2 separate regions of the Astyanax mexicanus genome follow, and region 2 is linked to region 1. The links are chromatin contacts, called in public Hi-C maps. All regions are on one chromosome and are shown on one strand. The core of a region is the stretch at or near the end of the contact, and the rest is flanking DNA. Distances in the headings are between cores, read along the strand shown. Region 1 holds the start of nrip2 (nuclear receptor interacting protein 2). Region 2 overlaps itfg2 (integrin alpha FG-GAP repeat containing 2).

Evidence for each region. Hi-C and Micro-C count contacts between places; a contact is called where the count stands out from the background.
Region 2: a contact with region 1 is called in a Hi-C map of muscle, with 16 times the contacts expected there. The contact joins the enhancer-like site here to the promoter of nrip2 in region 1. A contact is called at or near these places in 2 of 3 Hi-C or Micro-C datasets (both in muscle).

Annotation. Positions count from the first base shown.
Region 1 is chr2:37,384,657-37,387,649 of AstMex3_surface, forward strand. nrip2 (nuclear receptor interacting protein 2) reads left to right here and starts at 1,497. Exons shown (of 6, transcript XM_007233693.4): 1 at 1,497-2,161. The coding sequence starts at 2,006.
Region 2 is chr2:37,461,288-37,464,280 of AstMex3_surface, forward strand. The region is part of intron 11 of itfg2 (integrin alpha FG-GAP repeat containing 2); the gene reads right to left. Among protein-coding and RNA genes, the nearest start is that of itfg2, 15 kb to the right of the region's middle. Within about 2 kb of position 1,619, the one cell type or tissue checked has an H3K27ac peak away from gene starts, as active enhancers do.

The sequences.
Region 1 (2,993 bases), core at 247-2,746:
ATATATGTATTCCATGTGCACAATTGTCATCATAGCATAAGTGGCTACATTGAAAAATGCAAAGTAAAATACATATATTTTGTTTTGTTGATCTTGATTGTGTACCACATATTTCCATATATAAAGGACATTTTTAATTATCTTTAATATTAATCTAAGGTTTAGAGTGAGGTCCTAGAAATTGATTAAGAAAAGCTGTAACCGAAAGTCTACATCTTATTCATGAGGCACAGAACTTTTCACAACTCTGCTACTACATCCTTATAAATAGAACAAATTCCAAATAAAAAAATAAACATTTGTGAATGTCCATAAAAACAGTATACAGGTATGGAAAAAATAAGAGCCACTTAAAAAATATGAGTTTCTTTGATTTTACCAAATTGTTTTTCTGGAATATAATCAAGAGGAAGATGGATGATCACAAGCCATCAAACCAAGCTAAACTGCTTGATTTTTTGCACCAGGATCGGCATAAAGTTATCCAAAAGCAGTGTGTAAGACTGGTGGAGGAGAACATGCCAAGATGTATGAAAATTTTTTCAATAATTTGATTAAAAACCAGGGTTATTCCACTAAATATAACTCTTTAGACTTCATGAATATAAGCTTGTTATAAGGTCTAAAATCTCTGCATCTTTTTCATTATTTCATCTTTTTTTTCATTTTCTGAAAATAAATGCTCTAAATGGCAATATTTTTATTTGGAATTTGGGAGAAATGTTGTCTGTAGTTTTTAGAATAAAACAACAATGTTCATGTTACTCAACCATATACCTATACCTAAATAGCAAAATCAGAGAAACTGATTCAGAAACAGAAGTGGTCTCTCATTTTTTTCCAGAGCTGTATATACACTATATGAACTCTATATGGAAAAAGCATTGGGACACATACTAATTAAGTGTTTCTTCTAAAATCGAGCTAACTGTCTCTACTGTTCTGTCATGCTTTATACTAGATTTTGAGTGGCATAGCTTTGAGAATTTGATTGCATTCACTAACAACAGGAATAATGAAGTAAGAATGTTGGATGATCCCCACCCCACCTGATCACTAACATATAGGATAGAGCAACATCATTCCAGAAAACACAGTTTCACTACTTTTTTCTTTAGGGGCTATATAAGCTGTGTATGTGTGTAAATTGGCACGTCTGTGTCAGCAATGGGTAAACCTTATAGTAGCTGAATGCATTCATTAGAAGAGGTGCCTAAAAATCGAAAGCTTTTATGTATAACCTGCATACGTAATATGTGTGTCATTGGAAGGGCATGCATTTCTCATGAGTATTCAGCATTCAATGCAAATGAATAACACCTATATAGCTACAGAGAGGGCGGGTGAGAGATAAAGGGGAAGTAGTAGGTTAGAGTGACAGAAAGTGTAAGGACGTAAGAGGGTGAGCGAGTGAGGGGGAGTGGAGAAAACAGAATGAGAGGTGGGGGCAGTGAGAAAGCTAGAGAGAGCAAGAGAGAGATAGAGAGAGAGAGAGAGAGAGAGAGAGAGAGGAGGGAGGGAGAAGAGCGCACAGCTTGTCTCTCTCTGCAGAGCTTACAAGGACAGTGAGTGTTCGCGAGAGCCAGAGAGCGAGAGCAGCACAGAGTTGAAGCTCAGCATCAGATGTGTGAGGTATCTGCTTCAGTAGCATACAGTATGACCTCCATACTGACCGTGACATACAACTGACCACACTCTCCAGCACCACGGAGAGCGAAACCATTTCATCAGGAGCATCTTTCAACAGCAGACTCTGGGGACCACAGAAGTTTCAGGACTTGTTTTTCTTATATTTTTTCATCCAGTCTAGGAATTTACTGTCCATTTTCCTCTTTTCTAGAGGAGAAAGACTGTGTTTTTTACAGTGGTACCCTTGCGCTCTGGAATACACGTCTGAATGAGAGTGTGTGCAAGCCTCTCTAAGCTCCAGGGTCATTGCTGAAGGAAGCACTGGTGATAGAAAGCTCTGCAGCCACAGTCCTGGTGTGTAAAAGACTGCTTGACCATGAGTGAATCTAAGAAGAGCGAGGTGGATCTGAGGGACAAAGCCATCATGCACCAGCAGAGGCGGCTGAAACAGGCCACGCAGTTCACACACAAGGACTCGGCCGACCTGCTGCCCCTGGACGGCCTCAAGAGGCTGGGCACTTCTAAAGACTTGGTGAGTGTCTTTAGAGTCCATTATTCACAAACAGTAAACAAGAATGGAGGGATAATAAGATTATAGAATATGAATAAATTGATGGGATGAGTGGTGAGATGACAGGGGGAGATTAGTAGTAGTTAGTAGTGAGAAGGTAAAATAAAAAGGTCATAGTCTAGCTCCTAGGCTATATGACTATATTTATTATTATTGTAATAAATTAACCACAGTATGATTTTCTAATTATTATAGTTTGGATATTTTTAGCAGGACTGTCAAAATTAATTATCCTATCTGATTTATTGAACAATATATGGACATGACCTCAATAAAACTTCACTATGACTTTAATATTGCCCTTAGTATTTACCTAACAAAGAAAGTTCATAAATATGAATGAGCTGGTTCGCCAACTTAGTTACTAAAACAAAAAAAATATGGTTTTATGTTATTTATGTTTCTTATGTTTTTTGTACATACCAGTCCCAAATGTCTGAATATTATTATTAATAATAAAAAAATAATAATAAATTAACATTTTAACAAAGTTTTAAAAAAATGAACAATTGCAGTATTATGCTGTAATAGTACCATTATATAATTGGCATACAATTATAATAATATAATACATTTATTGCAGTTATTTTTGGGACAAAATAGTATATATTATAAAGTTATTGTGACAGGCTAAATTGTAGGTACTTTAAGAAAACTGACAAACTCAGCTGACAAAAAATTGACTTATTGCGTATTATTCAACTCTACTGAAGTATTGTGATATTCTATTTTTGTTTAATATCGGCCAGCCTTAGTTTACAGTCACAAATGTATTCCCACATGTACCATATTG
Region 2 (2,993 bases), core at 369-2,868, 77 kb after region 1:
TGCTGTCTTCAGCAATCAATGAAAGCATCAGCTTCAGCAGACCAACTGTACGGCCATGTGAAAAAATGAAGTCACCCCATAGAAACCTTTGTATTGTTCAGCATATTTAAACATATCAATATTTTCCTTCATTTGAACGATCCTGAGAAACTGAGGTGTTATAACTAAACACATAAAACTCTATGGGCACTGTAGAGCAAGTGAAAAAAGATCACAAAATAAAAATTTAATTGTTTAAATATGTTAAACGAGACGAGAGGTTTTAATGGGGTGTCCCTATGAAATGTCCAATTTAGTCATATGACTGCATATGTAGGATCTGCATACAAAATGCTTATATATTTACTAATATACTAAAAGAAGCGTTTATTGTTTTTCTATTAAAAACTTTTCTTCCCCCACATTAAACAAATATTATTAGCAAGTCTATGGAAGGCCTTTTAATCTGGTGCACCTCATGTATGAATTTTATTAGTCAGGTTGTAAGGAGCAGTAAATCCACTCCACTTAAGTACAGCATTATACAAGAGTTTCAGTTTAGTTCTCTAGCAGGAGAACCATTAGCATTAGTGCTAATCGCGCAAAGCGTCCTGTTTGGCCGTCCAGAGGTCATATCGGCCTGTACCCTGCTGCTAACCCCGGACAGCACTGCTGGTGCACTTTTAGTATTAGTCGCTAACCACAGTGCTAGCTCTGTTGCTGTCAAGAGGCGAGTATATCAGACTCAGGGTTCCTTAGTGTAGCACAGTCGGGTGGCATTACCTGCTAACCGCTAGCAGTTTGCCGCTATGCTTATGCTCCAGCTTTAGTGGAAATCTGTAAAGCTTACTGTAAATAATCTGAAGCGCTTTACTCACTAAAATAAATGGACACACACCGGAAAGAAATCTGTATAGATTAACATCCATTGCTCGTTTGACTTGTCTGACTCACATAATTTTTTTTTTTTTTTTTTTAAGAATCAAAGTTTTGTTTACTTAACTTAGCTTAGCTTGTATGAAAATAGACCAGAAAATAGACATTTATTGATAGTGCGCCTTATAATCTGGTGCGCCTTAAGGTGTGAAAAATACGGTAATTTAAAAAATGTGGACTGTGTTTCTGAAAAATGATATAGTATTGCAAATCAAAATACTGAGATGTTTCGAAATATGTATATTTTCTTATCCTTTTATTTACTGTTTATTTTTGTGTCGTAATTTTTGGGACTACAAAATAAATTGTAGCACTATTACCCAAAAACAATCAAAAACACTCTAACATGAGCTTAAACTAAAGAATGTAATAGAGAAAATACATTAAATAAGTAAAAATGTTTATCTATTAACGAAAGAAAAGATATATTGCGCTTAGGTTGACAGTGTAAAGCTGGCACGTGATTCTATTTATCATGTCTGTTTCCCAGGCATGGACCAGTTACCAGTTACATGATTAACTGCGTCTAATAATAGAAGGTTAACCATTAAGGGAAAAACAGACTAGCACATCCCTCTAAGTCATACTTGCCCTGTTTACTTGCACGACCACTTTCAATTCCAAAACCAGAACAAATACAAGATGTTCTCTGTCCCTGTTCCTCCCTCCAGCCCTCTCTCCAGCCGCAGGCGTTCAGGCCAGCTGCGTCCCATGGCAGGCTGAGGTAATCAAGCTCTGACAATCATGTGGAGATTGAATTATTAACAAGAGCCACAGGAAGTAGCTCTGAATTTTCATTAGGAAATCTCTACATCTCAGCAGTTTCTGAGTTAAAATCCCACCCACTCACCCCCCACTCAGAGCCGTTCAGTACAAAGGATGCTGATTACTTCAAATCTTATACATTTTTCTGCACACTTGCATTAACAGTGTAGAGTAGAACACGACGCAGTTCCTTCCCTCCCACAAAAAAAACTGCTCTTTAATTCTCAAGCTGCCCCATACAGGTAGAGACCATCTGGCACAAACCAGAAGGGGGTGTGGGGGGTGGCTGAACAGTATGAGGCACATGAAACATCCAGTATGTGTCTGACAAACATACACAAGCAAAATCACTCTACTTGGACTGGACGTAATTCTAATGAAAAGGTTAAAAATGTACAGTAGAGTACTGTTTATTTATAAAGATTGACTGTTTTTTGAGTCTCTTGCACTGAAAGCTCTATGCTAACCCCTCTTAATAAACAGTGTATTATCCTTGCCTCAATAACCTAATGCTTCTGGAGCCTGACCTCCTTACTTATGAAAAAGCTCTGTCAGACTCAGTTACCATGTTTAGTTTATAGTTCATTATAAGGTTACTCATTTATTAATAGCTGATAGCTGTTGAGGTCGACCCCAAGTTATCTGTTCTTAAACCAATGCTGCTTCATGGACAAAATAACAGCAAAAATGATGACTCTTTACGTGACTGGTGATACATTAAAAACAGTACTAAACAGAGACAGGGAGGGTCACTATAGATGAAAACATTTTTTTTATCGTGATAAGCAATGTGCTTTTCTTATACTGTGGATATTGTTTGTATTTGAAGACACTGACTAACATATTTTATTATTTAAAGCATAACAACTACTGGATAACTGAACAAAGTACAGCAATTATGTGTCAAAATAAGGACTCATATTATGCTTCATGAAAATGAATCATGATACCATATTTTGTGCTAAATCTTCAACTCAATGCAAAAACTCATAGTGTGCATCATGGAGTTGGGAACTGTCAGGAACACTATGTTAGTAAAGCTATTAGGCATGTGCTGGTAAAAATCTTTTTATATTATATTATGATACTGAGAAATATAACTGATGTAACTGATTGTAATTATTAGAGATTTGTGTGTTTGTGGTTAATCATTTCAGGAATTCTTTTTTTTTTTTTTTTTTTTTAAATAAAAAGAAATCACTTGTGGCACTTCGTGTAATAGTCAACCATCATTAAGTTCTGGAATTCTGTCTAAATCTTTATAGACATCTATAGTATCTTTGTTCTCCAATATACACTAATTTGCCAATACT